Regions from separate parts of the Mus musculus genome. Here all the other regions are linked to region 2. The links are chromatin contacts, called in public Hi-C and HiChIP or PLAC-seq maps. All regions are on one chromosome and are shown on one strand. The core of a region is the stretch at or near the end of the contact, and the rest is flanking DNA. Distances in the headings are between cores, read along the strand shown.

Evidence for each region. A called contact is a pair of places that touch in the nucleus more often than the background predicts. HiChIP or PLAC-seq counts read pairs in DNA pulled down with a chosen protein or histone mark.
Region 1: a contact with region 2 is called in an H3K4me3 HiChIP or PLAC-seq map of bone marrow-derived macrophages, with 3 times the contacts expected there. The contact joins two enhancer-like sites. A contact is called at or near these places in 4 of 484 Hi-C or Micro-C datasets (brown adipocytes, liver, myocytes and 1 more), 4 of 115 datasets of contacts at active chromatin or transcription factors (bone marrow-derived macrophages, extraembryonic endoderm stem cells, fibro-adipogenic progenitors and 1 more) and 1 of 9 other capture datasets (adipose tissue).
Region 3: a contact with region 2 is called in a Hi-C map of liver, with 1.7 times the contacts expected there. The contact joins two enhancer-like sites. A contact is called at or near these places in 2 of 484 Hi-C or Micro-C datasets (liver and nephron progenitors), 1 of 115 datasets of contacts at active chromatin or transcription factors (embryonic stem cells) and 1 of 9 other capture datasets (adipose tissue).

The regions. Positions count from the first base shown.
Region 1 is chr4:95,611,305-95,614,717 of GRCm38.p6, reverse strand. The region is part of intron 4 of Fggy (FGGY carbohydrate kinase domain containing); the gene reads right to left. Among named protein-coding and RNA genes, the nearest start is that of Fggy, 56 kb to the right of the region's middle. Within about 2 kb of position 1,272, at least 4 of the 459 cell types and tissues checked have an H3K27ac peak or open chromatin away from gene starts, as enhancers often do. A contact at or near this core is called in bone marrow-derived macrophages, where this site is marked.
Region 2 is chr4:95,159,930-95,163,266 of GRCm38.p6, reverse strand. It overlaps Junos (a long non-coding RNA gene), which reads right to left. Exons shown (of 5, transcript XR_867920.3): 4 at 1,812-2,076. Among named protein-coding and RNA genes, the nearest start is that of Gm12708, 32 kb to the left of the region's middle. Within about 2 kb of position 1,801, at least 294 of the 459 cell types and tissues checked have an H3K27ac peak or open chromatin away from gene starts, as enhancers often do. A contact at or near this core is called in bone marrow-derived macrophages and liver, where this site is marked.
Region 3 is chr4:95,584,246-95,588,059 of GRCm38.p6, reverse strand. It overlaps Fggy (FGGY carbohydrate kinase domain containing), which reads right to left. Exons shown (of 16, transcript NM_001113412.1): 2 at 2,613-2,828. The coding sequence starts at 2,816. Among named protein-coding and RNA genes, the nearest start is that of Fggy, 29 kb to the right of the region's middle. Within about 2 kb of position 1,654, at least 9 of the 459 cell types and tissues checked have an H3K27ac peak or open chromatin away from gene starts, as enhancers often do. A contact at or near this core is called in liver, where this site is marked.

The sequences.
Region 1 (3,413 bases), core at 23-2,522, 450 kb before region 2:
GAAAGAGAAAGAGAGAAAGAGAGAGAGAGAGTGTGTGTGTTAAGATATTCAGTAATCGTTATAGGACATGAAATTGAAGCAAAGAGTAATTAAATTCACCAGTTTATCAAAGCCAGGAAACTACAAAGTGGCACTAGAGCTTACTGTGTTCCCTGCTGTCTGGCTCTGGGGTCTATGAGGTGCTGGAAGATACAACTAAAGAGGAAGCTTGGAGATTATTATAATTGTTTAAATAATTTTTCCTTTACTTTTATTGTATATATTTTGTACATCTGTGCACCATATATGTGAAGTGCCTGCAGAGGCCAGAAAATTGAAGATATCCTGGGACTAGAGCTACAGATAGTTGTGAGTTGCCATGTAGGTACTGGATATTGAACACTGGTCCTCAGAACAAGAAGCAAATGCTCTTAACCAATGAGCCATCTCTCCAGCCTCTGATTACAAAATCTTGTTCACAATCCTCAAGCTGGCTAGGGAGAACATGTGAACTACTCCTGATGACTGTTCAAGTTCCAAAATACTTGCTTTATAAAGCACAGAATCTGTATGGCTATCAAGGAAAGCACTGCCATGAGAAAGAAATGAATATAAAGGGAAGTTAAAAAGTGAGGAAGGGGAGATGGAGGGAAGGAGAGACAACATCAGGGCCTGGGCAACATTGATAAGGGCTCATCAACTGTGCCCATGAACAAGGAGAAGAAACTGTGAGAGGGCCAGTCAGAAAGACTTCTCCTAAAATCAGTAAGAAATCAGAAAGGAATGGCAGACACCATCCATCCCTGAGGAAAGGGTGACTGCGTATGCAGCTTTAGAACAATTGAGACAGCAAGCACCTGGTAGATTCCAGAAGTGAACAGTCAAGAGGAAGGAGAACCAGCTCCCTCATGCATTTCTCACAAGAGGACAAAGAGCAGAGAAGAAGGAAAACAGGTCAAATAGAGGATATACACAGAGATCAGGAACAATGGAGATTAAGTAGGAAGAAGGAGGCCAAATAACAACAGAAGCAAGTGGACAAAAAGACAAAGGGAGTATTGGGTAAAAAGAAAGAACAGGCTAAGCATGAGCTATGAACAGAATGGAAGGAAAAATAAGGGAAAGACAATGACAGAGAGAGTATGAAGAAGGAAGGAGGAAGAGGAGGAGAAGAGGAAGAAATTCTGTGGGAAGCAGTGGGAACACAACAATGTCTTCAAGGAGACTGTGTATGGGGAGAGAAGGGCAGAGCCTGACTCTCTCAGTCCTTCCTTTAAATGAATGAAGTCATGTCTGATGTCACCGTCTGAGTCAAATGCCACTCAGAAGGAACGGTGGAAAGGTCTGTATCTTGTATTCAGTCCTATCCCCATGAATGAGAGGGGCTAACACTGGGATTTTTTTCGCCTTAGGGCACTGTGTAGCCTACTCTCGAGATGTGTGGAGTAAGATGAATGTTCCACCTAATCAGAAAGGAAGCTGAGCCATGAGAGTGCTCAAAGCTCCTCCTTGGAATTCTCAGGTTAATGTCCTTAGAGTGAGAGAGCTGGAAGTGGGTGGCAAACAACTGCTGGCTTTCTCTCACTGTGGCTAATGGGCAACTGGAATCTATACCATGATGTTCCAAAAGGAAATTCCAATTATAAACAGACCTCCAAGGACCTTGACTACCTAGTGCTCATTCTTCAGGGCTCATTCTTTAGGTACCACAGAGTATCCCTTACAAATTCTACTACCCCTAGTACTCCTAATCTAACCCTACCTTACCCCCTAGACAACCTCCCTGTCCTGTGACCTTGGCCTGTGAGCTGTGTAAAACTTGAGTACAATCTGAAACAGACCTCCCAACTCTACCAGACAGCGACTGCAGTAAGTGTGCCCCTCTTAGCATATCTCATTGCTTCAGATAGGACCTGGGAGCTCCTGTTTAAATAGGAACTGAGAGGTTCATGTTCAAATGGATGAGTGTTATTTTGGCAATATCCTAGTAGAAGTTGCTAATGTGATTTTCTTCATCTTTCTTCAAAGTCTGAAGAGCAGACAGTAAGCAACCTCTGTTTCAAAGAGGTCAGAGTCTGTTTACCGTGACTCATTTGGGATCCCATTTCACAGAGCATCTTGCTATAGTTTAGGTTAAGTGTCCCACAAAGCCCATAAAACTAAAGACAAAGGCATGGTGACCAGGCTGTGATTCTGTTGTAAAGTGATGAGACTTTGGGAACAGAAAGGTGACTAGTGTACTTTTTTATTAATTAACAAAAGAAAACATCCTTTTAAAATTGTTTTGGTTTGGAGAATAGCTTTTTTTTTAATGAGGGTTTATTTTGAAAATAAAATTTTCACTCAAACTTATACGAACACAATCCAAAATAAGATAATATCTAGTGACAGTTTTTCTGGTCAGATGACTTTACATAACTTTATAAAATATTCACATATGAATATCCCTTACTAATGCAAGTCTCTGATTTAAACCTAACTAAACATTATTGTAGTATCTTTTATTTTATAGTGTCAACAAGCTTATAAATTAGTAAATCTACTAAAATTTACATGTATGCATCCTTTCCTAAAAGCTGTCTGTAAAGATTAAGCATAATTTTTGTCAAGGCCTTGTCCCTTAAACAATGTGAACCCTATCTCCTTCACTGTTGGATTACTTAATTGGGCACAGAAACAAGCATATCAAAAATATATCCCAATAATCAAATGTTTTGATTCACAGAGTTTAGACCCCTTAGCAATGCTGTAATAACAGGTAGCGCAGTGGAGTCCTCTGACTTAGTAATCTCTCCAATGATGCTCAAATGCATACCTTTGGGGGATTTTTGAGTCAGAAGACATGGACCACTGAGACAACAAATAGCAGAAGCCATGCTGAAGAGGTTCTGTTAGAGGCACTACTGCATCAAGTAATTAAGAGTTTGCTGTATCCACTCTGACACCCAATATGCCAGGGACTCCATTTCATAAATAGGGACCTCAGGGCCTCAGGCACATGAGCCGCCGAGATCATACAGACAATGGGAAGAACTGGAGAGAAATCCTGGCCATGAACCCGAGCCCCACCTCCTATAACCACCATCCAGCTGCTGCTTCCAAGAGCTAGGGAGGCGCTGGATAAATACTTCTACAATGATCCACTCTCTTTCAGGTCCCTGGACAGACCTCTGGCCCCCCCAAACAAGGCCAGACCACATGGCTGCCTACCAAGACAACTGTAAGAGGCATCTCTCTGATGGTCCCCGCCTCTCCCAACATGTCTCTGGAGTTCACAAAATGCCAATGCTGATGGACCTAGAGGTCGAATGCAGCAGCTGTTCTCAAATGCCAAAACCATAGTGCTAGTCCATGGGCAAAAATTTTCATTAATCAGTGGCTAAGTAAAAATGAAAGTAATAATAGTAAAATAAAGGTATTTATTAATAACATTA
Region 2 (3,337 bases), core at 552-3,051:
ACCCAAGACCTCAGGCTGTCTCATTCCCTGAGCCTTGTCAGTTGTAAGTTCAGACCACTGACTGCCCAGACATCCTGTATGGATCGCAACACTACAAGCTGACAGTGTTGCTGAAATCCACCTTCTGTATTAGGGAGGTGACAGGCAGAGAGTAAAAATCAGAGATCCCAGTCTTTCAACCAGTAAAGCTCAGAACTAAACCTGGGAGGGGGTGGTCCTAAGACTGTAGACAGCACCGGTCAGCTGTGGAGGCCTACTGAGAGGAGGCACAGTACAAACAGAGACATGGTGGTGACAACAAGTCTGTACAGCCTGGGCTGCAGGCAGCAGAAGAGGGGTGGAGGTGGTGGGGGTGGATCAGAAAGTCTCCTGGAGCAGACAGTGGCCTTCTTCTGGCATCCAGACTTGACTAGGTTTTCTCCAGGTTGAAGAGCTTGGCGAAAGGGAGGATGGGAGGCTATGCGGGGAGGATGGGAGGCTATGCAAAGGAAAGGAGGTACCTTTGCTGAGGCAAACAGGTGTGACCCTGCTGGGGTGGGGTGTGGTCACTGGAGGAGAGAGAGCTAGGTGTGTGACACTTAGGCTAACGAGGCAGGAAGATCACGAGTTCAAGTCTGGGAGTTGGGGAGATGACTCAGCAGATTAGAGCTCTTGCTGATCTCCCAGAGGACCTATGCTCTCCTCCCAGCAACCAGCATAGGGCAGCACCTAACAGCCTCTAATTCCAGTTCCTGTCTTTTGAACTCCTTGGGCAAACACACACACACACAAGCACGCACGCACGAAGTGGGGGAGGAGCAGGAGGGGGAGAAAGAGGAAACGAAATATTTGGTTTTTTTGTTTTTTTTTTTTAAGGAGTTCAAGGCTATCCCCAGCTACTTGGTGAGTTAGAGACTATTCTAGGCTATATAAGGACAAGTCTCAAAGAAAGAGAGAAAAATTAGATACTGACCCAGAGTCTGAGATGAGCCAGTGACTTCTGGAAGCTTCAGAGTCCTCACCTGTACAGTGGACATAATGCCGGCTTTCCAAGTTTCTTTATGAAATGAGACACATGCACGACTATATCCTGACTCAGTGCTACTCTTTATATTCACCTCATAAAACTCCCTCCCTCAATAAAATTTTTTAAATGAGCATATTTTTACTTATGCTCCCAGAAGCACTAAGAATCTATCTCATGATTAGTCATACGCCATAACAATACAATTAATAATAATGTTAATTACTGCTGATTGAAGGCACTAAGTGCTTAATATGTATAATCTATAGCTAATCTAACCCTCGGAGCGTATCTAAAGATAAGTATCATTACTCCCATTTTATGGGTGAGGATAATGAGACAGAGAAGTTAGGAAATGTACACAGGTCACCCGCTGGGTAGGGATAGGTCTGGCCTTTGAGAAGAAAAAAAAAAGTGCATCTACAAAAAGGTCAGAGTAGAGTGAGGAATGCCCTGAGTTTGGAGTTCATGTTGGTCTTGGCGATCTCCCTCTGTTTCTTTCTCAGAAAGAAAGCAAACATTTTAAGTGTCCACGGAGAGAGGGGCAGCCTTACAGATGAGGAAGAAGGGTCCGAGCTCAGGCTCCCCCAGCCGCCCAGGACCGTGGCTGTCCTGCGCAGGTCCCTGCGCTGCCCCTTCCCACCGTGGGTGGCTCCCAGCGGCAGGGAATCACATTATCTGTTGGGAAGGCGTCCAACACCCTCCTCCCGCCAGCCAGTGTTTGCTCAAGGCCTAGCTCTTCAGAAACTGAAACCAGCAGCCCGAGCTGCCAGCCTGAGGACGCCCGCGGGCTCTGCCCAGGCTTTACCTTCTATGGGGAGGCCCGCGGAGGGCGGAGCGAGCCGGCGCCGCTGACGTGGCCGCCCTGCCCTCGCCCCGGGCGCCCGCCTCCTCCGCGCCGGGTGTGGGAGCGCGGGGCTGGGAGAGCGAGGTGCGCGGGCGTGGGAGCGCAGGAGCAGCCGGCGTCTGGTGCGGGAGGCTGGGGTGGCGAAGCGCGGGCGGGGCAGGCGGTGGCGGCCGGAGAGCCCGGGGCGAGCAGTGGAGGGCAGGAGAGTAGGGCGTGAGTCTTAGAGCTAGGAGAGGAGAAAGAAAATAATGTCTGGTCATTATGTTTGGCGACAGGGACCGAACCTAGTACCCAAGAAGCGCTCAGGACATGTTGACAGTGGTACTGTCCTTGCCCATCCGATAGGGGGACAGTGTGCCCTATGAGTTTATGAACTTTCTTCCTTCACAGTGTTTAGGCACAGACTGAAGGAGATCAGGCGATCCGAGAGGGTGTAAAGGATGAGAATGGATAGGGACTCAAACTTGCTGTCTCCCAACACTGATGTGATGACCTCAGAAAGCTTGAGCGGGACAGTAGCTGAATTAGAATCCAGAAGGCAAACTTAGAAAAGCACTTTGTAAACCACTGACTTAAGACAAAGGTCTCTTTCACCTTCAGAGTTCCTTCAGCTACGTCCTCTTACTAGCAAAGCAAATAAACCCACAATTTGCTTCCTAAATAATTAATCAAAACCCAGAAGTCACTCAACACATTTTCAGTAAATATTCACTGGAAATGTCTAAGTACCAGTTGTGGCCAAGTGCTATGCTGGGCACTCAGGGGGTGGCAAAGGAGACGAACAAAGGCTATGTCCTCATGCATTACCCAAACTGTTGGACACAGAAATCGAACAACTCAGATACTGACATCCAACTAACCAAAGATACAGGTGTGTCTACAGTAGACAGATAATGTTTTCAGTCAAAAGTAAATAAAGGTGTCTTTCTCTTCTGTGGCCTCATAAGTAGAGAGAGAATCTTGCCTCTGTACATGAGCTAGAGAGAGAGGGGGGAGAGAGAGAAAGAGATAGAGAGAGTATTAATTCTGTTATGGATCTAGCAAGTCCAAGTTCCTGAGATTAGCAGCATAAGGCTGCGTGGAGAAAGCCTACAGGAAGAGCCCATGGCTTGCTTCCTGTTTATGTGTCCCTCCTCACAAGAAACTCCTAACAGATGGCCCCCACTCAGTTCTCAGTGAGTGAGTGTCTAAGAGGATGACCTTTGAAACCAGGTTTCAAGAGTTGACTTCAAGGCCTGTCTTAGCAGACCTCTAACCACGGGCCAAGTACTTAACCTCTGTGTGCCTATGCTCCTATTCTGTGAAGTGTTATGGATAATACCTAGTCCACAGAATTCTAGGCATTAGAGACGGTGCTTTAAGCAGGTGGCAGGGATTCGGTGTGTGCGCAGCAGTGCTTTGGTGCTCTCTGCCTAGAGAAACCTTCCTCCCCCTTTCTCTTCTGGGAGAGTGTGTATTTATAGTCCAATGTCACCTCCTTTCTGGAA
Region 3 (3,814 bases), core at 405-2,904, 420 kb before region 2:
ATAAAAATAAGAGCAATTAACAAATGACCATTGGATATATGATGATTCTTTCAGCTTATCTTTTTCCCAGTGGAAATCTAAAAACTTGTGATGTTTCCTTGATACAGTAGACCCAAAAAGCACACTTTAAGATATGGGATTGTATGTGTCTCCTAGGACTTGCGTGTTTCCAGAGAACGTTTTAGCTGTATTGAGTACTGGCCTAATAAAAGCATACCAATTTTAAGGGCCCACATTTTCCCAGAAGCAGCAGCCTGGGAAAAGGCACGACCATGCAGTGCTTAGTTAACAAGGTAAGTTCCTGGCCCCACACAGTAGCAACCTACAACACCTCTAACTGCAAGCAGGACTCACAGGGAAGGGCTGAGGCTGGGGAGAAAGAGGCCTGAAGACCTGTCTCTGAGTCATCTTAAAAGCCCTTGTCTGAACTACTTCAAAGCCTTCTTTTTTCATCTTCATGAGAAGAAAAACTGTCCGCAAAGGTTGTTATAAGGACCAAGTGACGTGATGGGCACACAGTATTGAGCACACATCTAGCACATGGTCAATCAGCAACGAATATAAGCTGCTGACATCATCACCGCCTTGTCATTACTACTGTTACTCTTCTTACTAACTGGACTAGGGGAAAAACATCTCTCAGGAGGGAAAAAGAAAAAGAAAAAAGAAAGACAGTTCACCATTGTTCTCAAGATCTCTGCTTTCCGGAGCCACTGACGAAGCAAAGGCAGGCCAGGGTAGAAGAGGCAGCAGTTCAAGTCCTAGACCACTGCTTAAGGCTTCCACAGAAGGAGCCCTGGGCAGAGGGACGGGTGGACGTTTCCCAGAGGCATTCTCTCGCACCTGCATTTCTTCTCTTTTGTCTCAGAAATCCACTCCCTATCTGCTCACCTTGTTACCATGCCCACCACCGGCAACAGTGGTTGTTTAACCCCTGACACTGCTGGGACGTTTTATAAACTGTAATCACCACAAGAGTCTTCTGAAGTTGGGGACTCTCATTAATCTTCTTTTATTGAGAAGGAAACTGGGCAAGAAATGGTAATGAGTCCAAGATCACAGCTACACATTGCTAAGTCAGGGACTCCTACCCAGGCAGTTCAATTGCAGACTACTCCGAGTATCAAAAAGGCCTCCTTGAAGCTCCTCCTCACATGAGGTTGTGAGCAGACACATCACACTCCAGCACATCTCCATATACAATGTGTGAGGCACGACCTAAGGCCCATGGGCTTTCTGCAGCTCGGCTGCAGTGAGAGGTATTGGCTGAGCACTAATGCCCTGCACTTCTGTGGCTACCAGGGCTGACACAAATGATGAGCTGACCACCACTGGGAGATGATTAAAAGTCTGCCATTAAGCCAAGCTGTGCTGGAGTAGATCTGCTTTCAGGGAACTCTTCATCAGGGAACTATATTTTCTTCTTGACAATTTCCTTAATGGCAAGAGTGTTAGAAGAACAAAAGAGACCCAAGGGCAAAGAGCAGAAGATTTTGATGGAGGCAGAGACTGGGAGTGGGGAGAGAAGAGGAAAATTAAACAGGCAGAAGAGAAGATGACCTCTCTTTTATTTCTGCAGAGTGTCTGGGTAGCGCAACCCACCTCTCTGTGGTTTTCTCTGGGGCACTAACAGCTGCTCAGAGCTCATCAAAGTTTAACCAGACCAATCAATACAGAAAAAAATGGGTGACTGTCCAGCTGAAAATTACCAAGCACTTCATGAATATTTAAGGACCTCAACTAGAAACAGGGAGAAAGACCAGAACTCAGGGTTTCATTTTTTTTTTCCTTTTGGGGGATGGAAAGGGAGATAAAAGAATGTCTGTTGTTAATGATCACCAAAATATGAAGTCATAGTAATATCACAAACTAAAACTAATGATTGAGACATGAACTAGTCACAGCCAGCGTCACCTGCTTCCTTAAGACAGCAAGCCCAGGCTTATCACAGGCCACTCAAGATGAGCATGTGTGGGGCTCATATGAAGATGCTTTCTTAGAGCATGCCATAGTTTTCTGCCCCTCATTGTTTCTCCTACCCACAATGCACTGACCCTTGTGTGTCCAACTGGGAGGATACAGAGCTCATGGTTAATAGGAATCAGACGTTTAGGTTCTTGCCCTGCTGCTGCCAGTCACTAACTCCTGATGACCGGGTAAGCTGACCAGCACTCCACTCCCCATCTCCTCCTGGAACAAAATGACCTGGGGGCAGCATTAGTGCTAGCTGTAAGGCTAGTTCCACCAAGTTCCAAGGATTCACCACAGTATGTGCTAACACACTGGCATACAACAGAGACACACTGGGTGCCGCCATGACTCTTCCTTCCTCGTTTCCACAGCTCAGGCTTCCACATCGTCTGCACTGTCTTCGTTGCCACCATGCCCTGAGAGTCAGCTCTAGCTCTGTGAACTGGCTGCAGCAGTCCTCCCAGCACATTTCAGCTGTCTGTCACTCACAGTAAGGTTTGCTTCTGAAAGGCAAAGCCTACCCCACCCAGCCACATGCCTCCATTTACCTCTAATGCTTTGTGCAGACCGAGTACCCGCATACGAAACTGCTGAGCAGCGGGGGCATGCACAGGGAGGGGCTGCCGCGGTTCTGCTCTTACCTTTGTGACAAGGCAGCATGCCGCCCAGATATCCTCTGAGGACTGCTCGTGGTGGTTGAATTGAGGCTCCCACTTCTTAATTGGCTGCTCTGCGAAAGCCAAAAGGAGCCCTCTCTGGTCCACTAGAGCCGCACGGACACTACCTGTTCCCACATCGATGCCCACATAGTAGCGACTTGGTTCCTGGTCTCTGCCAGACATCATGGTCCCCTCTACCTGTGGTGGACAAGTGCAAAAGCCATGTGAAGACAAGCAGACCTGCTCAGACAGCCAAGAAATTCATTCTCCAAAGTGGGCAGAAAAGGGGAATCCAACTACCTAGCTGGGGGCTGTGTATTTATTTATTTAACTTCCCAAAGGTTTTATTGGCACTGAGCAAGGTGGTCAGAGAACAGGCACGCGTAGCACATTCTGTTCCCACTCCTGGATGGGCGTCAGAAATTAAGCACCTGATTACAATTTGACTTAAGCAACGCTGAGACAATAAGAGGGCAGAGGGGAGCAGAGATGGAGCCGGAGCCATAAGAGATGAGCATTTACTCCGTGAATCTGAATCCACAAGCCTTGGAACCAAAAGAAGAATCATTTCCTAGCCAGGCATACAGCAAATCAGCCTCATAGGTATCCTGTGCCAAGCAGTGTATGCAGCCACGCGCTTCCACTCCTCTCTATGAGTGGACGCAAGCACATGGGAGTCTCTGCAATGCTCCTGAGCCAGAGGAGAGTCTAAAAGGCAAGCTTTTTGTTTCACACTAGGCCCATCACTACGGGGACACCAAATTACACTGACAGGAAGACCAACATCTGGAAGCAGAAGGTATTCCCCACACTTCACTGGAGCAGCTGGGCCTGAACTCAACACCTGTGTAACCCTGAGCCTTAGCCCCCCTCCCTTTTGCTGCAGAGGCTTGACATTTTAAGAAGAAGCACTTATACCAGAACCATGGTGAGATGACTGGGAATCAGGAGGAGACCCAGGAGAGGCAAGATCAAGAGTGTGTTAGATGATCTATTTTCCTGACAGACCCCCGATGAGTTACAAGGAAACCTGACCAGAGAACCCTCAGGGCCTGGGCCCACACCTGGGCCCTTGGGGCTGCTCGTGGTATGAGCCACAAGACACAGGATTCTCCCAGGGCTCTCTCTCCAGACTCACATGGGGCAGCCTCCTGACACTAACCTCACTAGCACAGCCCAGCTGC